Linked DNA regions of Oryzias latipes: region 2 is linked to region 1. Evidence: chromatin contacts called from public Hi-C data. All regions are on one chromosome and are shown on one strand. The core of a region is the stretch at or near the end of the contact, and the rest is flanking DNA. Distances in the headings are between cores, read along the strand shown.

The links. Hi-C and Micro-C count contacts between places; a contact is called where the count stands out from the background.
Region 2: a Hi-C map of embryo shows a contact between it and region 1, with 2.1 times the contacts expected there. The contact joins the promoter of hps1 here to the promoter of pyroxd2 in region 1. A contact is called at or near these places in 2 of 5 Hi-C or Micro-C datasets (embryo and fibroblasts).

Annotation. Positions count from the first base shown.
Region 1 is chr15:22,779,540-22,785,954 of ASM223467v1, forward strand. It overlaps pyroxd2 (pyridine nucleotide-disulfide oxidoreductase domain-containing protein 2), which reads right to left and starts at 2,412. Exons shown (of 16, transcript XM_004077383.4): 1 at 2,260-2,412; 2 at 1,870-1,889; 3 at 1,700-1,793; 4 at 1,344-1,417; 5 at 1,108-1,263; 6 at 811-964; 7 at 663-724; 8 at 482-579; 9 at 266-407. The coding sequence starts at 2,386. It overlaps slc25a28 (mitoferrin-2), which reads left to right and starts at 6,247. Exons shown (of 4, transcript XM_004077145.4): 1 at 6,247-6,415.
Region 2 is chr15:22,917,273-22,923,232 of ASM223467v1, forward strand. hps1 (Hermansky-Pudlak syndrome 1 protein) reads left to right here and starts at 3,437. Exons shown (of 18, transcript XM_023963410.1): 1 at 3,437-3,614; 2 at 4,390-4,571; 3 at 4,680-4,814; 4 at 5,175-5,317; 5 at 5,407-5,515. The coding sequence starts at 4,455.

The DNA of each region.
Region 1 (6,415 bases), core at 1,162-3,661:
TTCTTTAATCTGCTCCTGATTAAAAACATTTGAATAAAGAAATACTCAGAAAAATGCTGTTTTAAGCTTAATTTGTATGTCCTTCATCAGACAAATGCCACAAGAACATGTTTAAAATTACAAAAATATAGTTTTCATGTGTATGTAGGTATTTAAAAAAACTTTTTCCACTGAATTTAGAGACTAAGGATGTTAAAAATTTGAAATGAATACTGTGAACTCATAAATAACACAGAAAATCATCATAATCCATAAAAAACATTACCTTCTCAGTGAAAATGTCAACACCATGAGATCGAGCTGCTCTAGCCATCGCCTGAGAAACGCCTCCCATGCCTCCCTCCACATAGCCCCATACGCCCTTCTCCTTCTCCAGCTCCCCCATCACATGATGTAAGAGAACATACCTGTAAAGCCAACAAATCAGTGGCAGGGTATAAAGAGATCATTTATGTTTAGAATTGTTTTAAGAATATCTCACCCACTACCAGGATTACTAGGACTGGTCATTGCTCCTATCACACCATCAGTAGCCAGAGTTGCCCTTAGGGGCTCCGATTCAAACCAGCGAAAGAGAATCTTTGAAGCACAACTTAAGTTAGCCATTTCAAAAGCAAAAAAAGGAATATCTCATACTTTTTTGCAAACAAGGAATGGCAAACCTTCGTAATTGGTGCAGTTAAAATCTCGTAAAAATCTGGAACATTCCTCCCAAGTTTTAAACCTTTGAGGAACACCCAAAAAAGGAATATATGCTTCAAATGTATCAAAGGAAAATGCAGTTTTTGAAATGCATTTCCATTAACACACCACATTTAAGAATTGGCATTAGAGTCTTGGCTGCAGACAGTCTTTTCTTCAGGGATCCAGTTGTTACACCTGGAATATCTACAGGTGAACTGTCCAGCAGAGGGTGGATAGCTCCTGCTAGCTTTTCAAGATGTGCAGTGAACTCTGGGTAAACCTGTGAAGAATGTGGATGGGCAAAAGATCACAAGGAGGTGGATTTATAACATTTTCATCTGAAGTAAAAGGCACATATACAGTCCAAGTGCAATGCAAAGTTATGAAAAATACTTCAAAAGCACTGTTTGATGACTGAATCACCTTAGCATCCTTTTGTGAAAACTTGCCAATCTCCCTCTGGTTGCTGGCCAGATCTGAGCCCAGAATGAGGGATCGCGGTGGGGCGCCTCTCACCCCATCTTCCAACATAGGAGTGAAAGCATGAGGGTCTCTCAAGTACACCTTAAGCCCGTGTTTCTATGTATTTGAAGCACACACACACACAAAAAGTAAACTTTCACCATCACCTGGACAGAAAACAATGTACTTGCCTTTACCTTCAGCTCTAGGTCTCTAATTATGTGAGGGCGTAATAAACTGAGCAGGTAGGAGCACCTGGAGAAGTGGAATCCTGCATACAGACGTGTTATTACTCAGAGAGAGCAAGTGGAACATCCTAATCTCATCAAATTTAAGTTCCACGTGAACTTTGAGCTTCATTCATGTCAGAAAGTGTAACCAACCAGGCAGAAAATGTGCCAACATGATGGGAAATATAAACTGCTGCTTGAAAAAAAATGTTGCATAACCAATGTAAATATTAACATAGGGGGGTATAATTTAAATGTTTTTAAATAATCTTTGTCTTGTCTTAAAGAAATGATCCGTTATGTGGAACCTGTAAGATCCATACCAGGGAAGATCTCCTCTGTGACAGCTGCTCCTCCAAGCACATGTCTGCGCTCCAAAACAGCTGTCTTCACCCCTCCTTTCTGAAGATACGCTGCCTGCGCACACGCTCATCTTTACTCAGTGATGGACAAAACGTACAGTGAGTTTTGAAAAAGTAGTGCTTGAACTCACTGCCACGAGTCCATTGTGTCCTGGAAGAAAACAAAACAACCCCAAAATAATCAGTTTTCCTATTGAATAATTATATTAAAACATTTTCCAGTGAAGCAGAATAAAAAAGTTGCTTTGCGCAAAAGTTATTTAATAACAAAGGCCATAGAGTTCAGAGTTGCGTAATGGCAAGTTGAAGCAATATGCACCAAAATCTTATAACAGAACCAGTTTCTACATATTTTTAGACGTTTTTCTGTCATTTTGTTGATGAAAAAGTGCCCCGATGGTCATCAGCAAACGTGTTAAACATTCATTGTGCAGCTTCTTCTTTCTTCTAAAAGTGGCGCGCAGCTGAGCTACCACAACACAGCGGCATCTTTTCCCCTCAATGCAGTCCATGGAGCTCACCTCCTCCGACGACCAGCGCGTCATAACGGGATTTTGGCGTGGTATGTGTTGCCCTGCATCCCGTCCCTGTTCCCAAAAGAGACACAGACCTGCGTCCTCGATCGATGCGCGCCGCTGCTGCAGCCATGTCGACGGTTTGAGACGCGCTGAAAAGCCACAGTCCCGCCTCCATATGGAGCCCCACAGAGAAACTAGTGCAAAAACGATCACATAGAGATTTTTGTTTTAAATAAATGATTTTGGAATTTTTGGTTATGGAAAATAATTAGCTTTTCATGGAGCAGGATGCAAAACATAGCGAAGATAAGCTGCATCCAACTTAATTTGCATGTTTTAATCCGACACAGATAAAAAGTTAAAAAAAATAGAAGAAGAAAATAAAACATTTAGAGGTCTGCTCAAAACAATTTTTTTTTAAATTCCTTATCATTAAACGTTGAGAAGGAGACAGAAATCAGGTAAATCTGTTATTCTGCTTTTGACCACAGGAGGGCGAAATTGACCTTCTGACACTGGGAAACCATGTTCTGATCCTGAGGCCGGATCGGTCAGTGGGACTGATGGAGGACAGTTAGACAGACAGACATGCATAGTGAAAAAAAAAATAAAAGCAGTCTTAACAAGGAACAAACCAGCATTCTGCTTGTGCCTGTCCCAAGCCCGGTAAATGTAGTGTCAGAAGAGCATTCAAAATAAAACGTGTAAAATGGATAAATCAAATGATATGATGATTGTTTGACTTGCACCCCCCGATGTTCTACGCACACCCCATAGTGGGGCTGGCTATATCCGGGCCAGTCTGATCCAAATTACAAGGGAACTTGCACTTTTAGCAAAGCTCCAATTAACCAATAACCCCAGACAAAAAATTATGAAGTTAACAGGCTTTAATAGAGGAGTTCTGCAGTTTTATTGCCATAGAAGGAAAGACCTTCTGTGGCCCTCAGTTCTTGTTGAGGGGAGTTTTTAGCTGTCTGTGTACTCCTGTAATGGTCCAGGAGCAGGCGGAGAGGTTGGGTGGAGTTGTCAAAGACACTTTGCAGTTTTTGAAGCATCCTTCTCTCCATCCCTGTCTCTAAGGAGTACAGCTTCATTCCCAGCACGTCCCAGGCCTTGCAGAACAGTTTATTCAGTCCGTTTGAGTCTGCGGCCCTCATAACAAACAAGATGGCACTAGACACCACAGACTCAAAAAACATCCTCATCATAGATGTTAAATGACCTGGGCCTCCTCAGGAAGTAGAACTGCTCTGACCTTTTTTCCGCTGTTTCACTGTGTTCAAGGTTTTATCAGTAAAGTCTCAAGACAAAGAAAGCTCTTTGATTTTATACAGATCAAGCTTGGGAGAACCATATTTAAGGAATGCAGTGATGACTTCAAAGACTATATGTGGTCTTTTACTCAATGTGTTTTCCTTTTTTTCCCACTGGTTTGAGTTCTATCAAGGTATAAGGACCTGTCTTAAGAGCTTTAAGATGAGCTCTTAAGGCGAAATGGTCTCCTAGTGTTGCTGTTGAAGATGTCGTGTTGACCTAGTGGTTCATCTTCCATGCAATAATGAGTTAAGAGGCCATACATCAATTGTGTGGACGGATAAACAGAGATCCATAGAGCGGACGGCTTCAGAGTGGGAGCTCGTTGGCTGGGATAACAGGAATAGAGGATGATGATTAGAGCAAAAACAACTAAACACAGCAGAACATTAGTAAATTATCTTCTCATCTTGCCTCTATAATGTGGATTTTTAACTATGTTTTGCTTAGACAGTGTAAAACAACTCCTGGGGTTTGTATAGATTGTGCACTCTCTTGGTAGGGAGAATGAAATGGGGTTTTATGATGATCTAGAGTTTCCTTCGAGACTTAAAATTCCTTTCTCCCTTGGCATATTAGAGTAGCATTACTTTCAGAGAAGAGGAATGATCCTAATAAGCTGTCTGCTTGGTTTTCCTAAAAGGAGTGTCTGCGGAAAATAGGCAATCAACCATAACAAGATCACAGAATACAGACTGGAGATTTTGTTCTTGTAAGCAGAAATTAACACTTCATTCCCCTTTGTCTGCAGAAATTCAACACTGCAGCCCTTGAAGGCCCTTCCAGGCAATAAAACAGAAAATTCAATTAAGCTCTAGCAGCTCCGGACCAAGATGCAATTAACCCTTTTTGTGATAAGATAGCATCAAAGATGTTGGCTCCCTTAACACCATTTTTAATAAAAAATGGCTTTTAAATCCCCAAAATATAGTTATTCTGTTTAATATTTATTTAAAAAATCACAAAATCCTTTTTATTTCAAAATGGCAGTTTTTGTTACAAATATGTTTTTTTCTGTGGATGGATTTGTATCTTTAGCTACTACAGTTGTCTATTCCAGTTAGTCCAGCATTTTTCCATTGAAATCTTAATTGGCTGTGGTTGTAAGCTTTGTCCAAAAGACCTCTCACAGGCTGACCGCCAGTCGGAATATGCAAAGAGTTGGTATAATCTATAAAGAATAATTTACCTTGTATAAATGGTTCCATATTTGAACTGCTTGTTTTGGCAGATGACTCGCAACAATCTGATGTCTCTTATACCCCAAGATAAGTAGATTTCCTGTGATGTCAATAAGATGGGAGTTGTTTTAATAAATGCTGATCTAAAAACTAGAGATCAGAAGGCTCTTGAATGTCAGTTCTTTATGAAAACTGCTGTAATTCTGGAACTGTGTCTGCAGTATATAAACTGGTTTAAAGAATTAATGAATTTTATTAAGATTTTTGTTCAACTGTTCAACTTAAAATCTTGAATATTACTGGACTTGATCCTAAACTATTAACATAAAGTTTGAGTTTAATTTTGCTTCTCATGTAAGTTAATATCTCAAAGGGACATCCAAATGGGACACTTGATTCCAGAACAGCCAAATGTAAAAAATTATTTGTATTTGAGGAAATCCGTTTTTTACTCTCCAATAAATCTAAAAGTCAGTTAAACAAATAACTATTTTAGGATCTCATGTTGGGGGATTTTAGTTGTCAGAATGCTGCTGTTTATGTCTCAACCAGCAAAAGTTTGCTTGTGAAAATTATACATATATCTTGAAACAAATTGAATTTCTTTTTATACATTGCTGAAATAGTTGGATAAGTTTAGATTTTTTGCTATAATTCAGCAGGAATTAAAATGAAGTTGTGGTTTGGGAAGATTGTTTGAACAATAGCCTCAAATGATTGCTTTATTTTGTAAGAAATGTTAGAAGTATGACAAAAATAATAATACTTTTTTTCCCATCTTCCCTGTTTTTAGTTAGATTAGGTGAATGTTCAGAGTATGATTTTATATTTTTTCTAAAATATTCAAAAATAGGTAAATATATATTTTTTAAAGTATTAATCACATATGGATGTGTATCGGTTTTGTTGCTTTTGACTTGCTGTTGTGAGTGAAATTCTCTGCATACACTCAGTCAACAGTTCGTCTTTCATCACATTATTGAGAAGAAGAAACTTGTCAGTGTAAATTCTCATTCATCCAGGTAGATTCCATGTATGGAGATAAGGCAGGTAAAAAAAATACTTGTCAAGATGATTCTTGGTTGGTTTACCTATTCTCTAAGGTGCTTTTTAAACTCTAAAGTGTTAGGACGACTACTTATAACTTCTTAAAAATGTACATCATATTTTCGAAGGTTAAACTTCTCTACTAATTATAATTTTTAAAAAATCGAGTCCAGTTTTCTGCGTTTTATCTACTTATTTTGTTAAAAGAAAAAATATTATTTGTTGATATTGAGAACCTGCTGTGTCAATATGTAATTAGAGTTTTACTTTTTTTTTACATTTAAATTTACAATGACTTTCATTCTTGCGTTCAAAATCAGAAATCAAGTGCTGGTAAAATGATTGACAGGGGTATTATCCAATAGCGTGGGGAGGATGTGTCGATTTCAAGCAATGATAGATCGATTCTGGGTGGTGGGCGGGTCTTAGAATGAGTGTGCGTGTGTGTCCGTTACGGCCTCTAAGGGCGCCGGCTGGCAGAAGATGGGCGGGGATGTACCGTTCCAGCGGGGAAGATTCTGAACAGCCCAAATGAACCTGAAAACAAGGCCCGAAGACAACAATATAACAGCGTGTTCGTGAACGAAAGACGTTCACTGACTATCTTTTTCCCC
Region 2 (5,960 bases), core at 2,187-4,686, 140 kb after region 1:
TGCACCATGTCTGTCTGCTGCTGCGTGACAGTGGCTCTTTAGAGAAGGTAACTGTTACCCAGGCCCACCTAAAACTGTTTATACTCAATGATCCATTTTGAGACGTGCAAGGCCCCTTTACCATGTGAGCAAACACGGGGGATTTCATGCTGTTTACTCTGTATATACAGGAGTCTGCATAAATAAGACTTTCATGAATACTGGATCCCCGGAAAAACTGATGTACCAGATTAGATTGTTGGTCTGAAATGAAGAAGTCTTGGCTTTTTGGTCCATTCTGACCCAAGCAAGGTAGTAAAACATAAATATTTATGTTGCTTTTGGGTTCTTTGCTTCATTCAGAGGCCAAATAGTCTGGTTAGATACATGATATAACACAGATTTTCAGAATCCATCAGATCCTTATGTGAGAACCGGCCTAGTGTCCGAACACTTGAGAATACAGTTTAAGTACAATGAACGGCTCCAATAGCTATATAAGAATTTCCCTCCATACAAGGAGCATTTTAGGATTTAGAGTCACCTCTACTTCCTTTGTTGTGGTACACTTAAAAAGAAATGTAGTGGCAGATCATTTGCTAGCTTTTAATATTTGAACTTTAACCTTTGCTCCCTCATTTGGTCCGGATCAAAAAACTTTTTTTTGTTTTTTGCATGATGAAACTGTTGCTGTAATAGGAGAAAATTAATTTTCAGTTAGATAAACAAATATCCCACATAAAATAAATAATGTTACTACTTCAACCTGGATGAAGGAGAGTCTATGCAAACATAAAATAATATCCTATGTCCTCATTCCAATTGAATGCTTATTGTAAATTTTACAGAACTTCCCGGGACTATAATCCATGCTCTAAAAGAACATGGATTAAAAGATGTAGAGGGCAATACATTTGTGGGTTAAAAGGCTTCCCACTGACCTAGAGCATGGTTGAAGTATTTAAAAAAAAATCAAGATTAGTAGCGTCTAATGGTGTACAGCATGTAAGAAGCTGTAAATTCAAGGATTTTAAATTCTAGGGAAAATATTTACTATGGTTTATTTTATTGCTTGGTTCCACTTTTCCAATCCATGGTACACTAAAACCCCACAGCCCTTCCAAAAGAATGTCAAACCCCTGCGCTTACTTAGGCGCCGGAGGGAAGGAGGGGGGTTCCGAGAGTGCAGATCCAGCCACCAGGGTCTCACAGAAGAGCGCCACCTCCAGGCTTCAAAGTAGGGCCCTGGCAATCTTTGCTCATAGAAGGAAAACAGTATTTTCTGTTGCTTAGGATCTATTAGCCACTGGAGAGCCTGCTAGGAAAATTTACCACAACTCCACCATAAGAAATATCAATAGGAGGGGATTTGTCCATGTGGCAGGAAAGCCAGCAGGACGCCTTCTGGTTCTGTCCAACCAGAGGGAGGCCCTAACCATGCTAAAGGGATTGTATCTGTTGACTGGCCTGGGAACACTTTGGTATCTCTCAGTAGAGCTGGAAGAGGTGACCAGGAAGATAAAGGCCTGGGTATCCTTCTTAGATTGCTGTCCTTGCAACCCAAGACCAAATAAATAAACAATACGGGTGAGGATGGAATCAGCTTCAAATATTGAAATTTGGCGCCATCTTGTGGATGATTTTGGTCAATTGTTGATGCATGGATTTTCCTCCACAGCCACACATCACCATATAAAAAAACGTCTAATTTACATCTCTTTATGAAAATATAAAAAAAAAGAAAATAAAATGTGTAAATTTTTAAATTAGATTTATTTATGACATTTGTGAACTAAGAGTGTACAAGGGAATTTTTCCTTCTACTGCACACAGTGTGTATTGGGTAATGTCAAACCTGTTGGGTTTATTGCCAACAGCATTCAAAATGTATTTACCTGTCCTGCACACATGGCCGTGGTGCAGCGGTAGGGCGGTCGACCAATGATTGTAATATTGCAGGTTCGATTCCCGCCTTGCACACCCATGTGTCGAAGTGTCCTTGGGCAAGACACTGAACTCCACCTTGCCTCTGGTGTGTGAATGTGTGTGTGAATGGGTGAACGGGTCTGTGACTGTAAAGCACTTTGGGCCTTGTAGGTAGAAAAGCTCTATATAAGTATACGCCATTTACACATCAAAACAATTTTAGTTTAAAAATTGAATCTGTGTGGAAAGGTTCTTTTGTATAGACCTATGTCTATATTATATTTATTGATGTTACATTTTTATTGTATTTCAGCAATAAAATTGTTGGTTTATGCTCTCATTGGACCCCACTTTTTTGGTTGTGTCTTTAAAATAAAGTAACTGTTTTCTTATGAACTTTTTGCAATTTTTCACAGACGGTTCCCTCATTTAGTGGGAAAGCTAAAAATAAAAGAGTTCAAAGCTTCATCTGTTCCAGCATTAGCTGTCAGGTTGAAAAATACCAAAGTAGTGCAGCAGCATCTCCGTCATGTGGCTTACGTCAAGCCCCAGCACATGACTGGGTCAGCATTCTTCAAGCTCCTGGAAAAAAACTTTGAAAAAAAGGTTAATCTTTTCAGCATTTCGTATATTTCAGATCCATTTCTATTTTTTCCTTTGAGTTCTCTGTTTTACGATAACGTGGAGTTTAAAAAAAAAAGTACAGAGCACGTGTCAATCAATTTCTATAGAAATAAAATAGTAAACAAACAAAATACAAGGTTGGTTTTGAAGAAAAATGCTAACAATTTGAATAAATTATGAGTTTGCATTTCTAGTTAATTTGTTTTAGTTAACTTTTAACATTTATGTTTAGATTTTTAACATGAGCAAAACTATGGTGGTATGGTCTAATGTCAGAATGGTTAGTTTTAGAATAAGTTTAATTCTGCTGCACAACAGTGAAACAGTGGTTACGTTTTATAGAACCGCATAGTTACGTGTTTAGATTATTAATTATTAATTGCTCTGTAGACAAATGTTGTCATGTCTTTATTCAAAATTAAAACGAGAAAAAGGATGAATTTACATCATTATCATAATGATATATTTTTCTCTTTTTTTTGTTTTTTTGCAGCTGGAAGATTTTTATAGGGTGCCTTTTATTTTGAAAGGAAGATAAAAAAAAAGGTTAATTGTTCAAAATAGAAGAATATAACATTGTCATAATTCAATTGTTGTAAACATTCAAAAGCAACAATTTATAAATGACTAGCATAATGGCCTCAAATATCTAAATAAAGGGTAGTTTGCTGAACCTTGCCACTTTTTCTGGGTTTCAGTCAGTAGGAAATTAGCCCAAAAGGTTCTTTTAGCCTTAAAGGTTGCAGACCCCTGGTATGGTCTTTTGTTGTTTTCTTTGTTATGGTTTCAGGGAAACTATCAGAGTAGATTTAGTAGAATGTTTTCAAATACTTGTGTTTTATTTAAAAAAAACAAAAACAGAATAATTCAGACCCTCAGAGCAGACTTCCTGTTTGCCGCTGACAGCTCATGTGGTCACGTGACTTTTGGTTTCGCGTCGGTGCGGAAGGAAACGAGCTGCACCGACGCTGCAGCCCGAGGAGAAAACTTTGACGAACGACTGGAAAAAGGGAAGAAACCAGCATTTCTGGATAGACGAGGAGCCTGACTGAGATGCTGGGAGCGTCCAGCACGGAGACTAAAGAGTGAGTCCTGGAGGCACTGACTTTCAATAGGACTTTGATGAAAAAATACGCAATGGAAGCTTCACGTTTAACAGCTAACTAACTAAGAAAAATACTTTTCTGTAGTTTGCCTTTGTTTGTTCCCATTACTTCTAAACAATTTCAGACTAAAGAGAAGACTGTAATCAGAAAGACAGGTCACAGAATCAGCAGGTTTGATTAAAAAAGCTTCTCATCAGCCGACAGATGAGGGATGATGGGAACAATTTGTAAATAAAAAAAAAATATTGTATTGTTTTTCTTTAAAAACTATTCAGAATACTAAGTAAAATATGTGTTAAAATATCAGACTAGAGGTTCTTAACTTTGGGGTTAAAAAAATGATAAAGCGTAAGGAAGGAAACGGCTCCTTCCATTTAGTTTTTTGTTTTTGTTGTTTTGTTTTACTAATTTTTGTTCATTTTAAAACAGGAATTCTTCGTTAAAATTGTTTTAAACTGCACTTTTCTACGTTAAAAAGGAAGAAAAACAATAATGTAATAAAAAGGAATCTACTTAATTTATAAAAGATCTTTTTTGACAGTTATTTCTAATATTGTCATCTTTGATTGCATGTTTTGCATCACAGTGGACTGTGTTGCTCCCATTATTTTTGAAAGTTCTTTTTTTATTTTTAGTGTAAGATTCATATCATTTGTTTATTGAGTGAACATACTTCAGCAATGATTTACTAGCCTGCGCTTTCCTGTCTACATTTGATGTCTTTAGCCTTTTTATACTTCTGTTTTTTTTACAGCCTAATGTGAACACAGCTGGGAAGAGGTTTTATTTAAGCGGGACTCAAGAGCATCTGTGGTCCAGATGAAGTGCCTGCTGATAGCCAGTGAGAGCGCAGAGATCCTCTTTCACTGGACCGATCAGGAATTTCAGCAGAATGTCCAGGAGAAGTACAGCTCGTCCCAGGAAGAGGGCGAGGGGGTGAGGAGGAGGAAAACTTCATGCAAATAGACTTTTATGCGTTTTGTGACTCCCAAGGTGTCATGTAGATTTACAACCAATCTCTTTGTTTAATTGCATTCCTCATAGCTTCCAGCCTTTGAAGACATCATTAGCACTCTGTTTGCCCCCATCATTATCTCCTGCGGCACCATGGTGTACAGACAGGGTGACAGCTACACCTCCTTCACCACAGAGAACAACCACATCTACGCACTGTGCCAGGTAAAATGAGAGCAGCATTTAAAGATGAAATCTCTTGACACTAATCCATTGTTTGTTCTTTTTTTATTTTATTTTTTAGTTTTTGTAAGACCGTTATTAGGAAATCATTTTGGCCTAGAAATGTTTTTGACTTTAGGGCAGTAAGCTGAGAGCAGGCCTCTCTTTTTAGTAGGCCGTCACGTTAGTCATGTGAGTTTTGTAGAGGAATGAAGTAAAGCTTTATCCTCTTGAGGCGCCTGACCCAGTAATCCACTTCCAACACTTGTTTGACATTCACTCCTTGCAAATCCTAGAGCGGCTTTTTTCGCTCTTTTCCATTTTATTCCTGAGCCCGATTGTGACATTTTTTTTCCTCCTCAGTTCGATGAGTGTCTCTACATTGCTGTGAACGGTGACGGTGAGGAGAAGGAGGATGATTTGAGGAGAAAGCTCTATGTGCTGAGAAAGATGACTGAAGTGATGTTTGGCATGGTGACCCTCAGCGGTAGCCTCCTCAGAAAAGAGTAAAACACCGTTTTGTGCAGCAATTTAACTCCTGCCGGTGCACGCTGGAGCTTTTGGTTGATGTAAAATCTGTATTGTTTGTTTCCAGACTGCGTCCTCAGGATACAGAACAAAGAGTGAGGCTGTGGAAACATCTGCAGAGCCTCGTAGAGACCTACAACTACCTCAGAGAGAGTGACCAGAGTTTCTTAGTGGAGGTCAATAAGTACATTGTTAAAGTGTCCCCTCGCTACAACGTGGTTCACCTTCTGGCTGTATCACAGATTTTTTAACAACACAATTTTGCATTCTTTTTTTGTTTCAACACATTAGGTTCTGCGTCCTGGTTGGCTGTAGACCATTGTGTATCAATCTCTTCTGCTTTGTCTTTTGCACAGTACAGAATAAGTTCAGTTTGCCAAATTTACATAAATCTGTAATTGCAGGCAGATCGTGGTTTTCATTAGATAATACTGCACTTATTTTCGTTTAAACTATGAGAGTTTAAACAAGAAAATCTTATTGTCTGTCTGAGAAAAGTGTATAAAATGTGTAGTGAGGGTTTTACAGCATTATATTCATCGTAAAAAAAGATGACTTCTTCACTGATCTTCTCTATTGCGTATTTATTGTAGAATGTAAGTCATACGATAACCGTGGGAC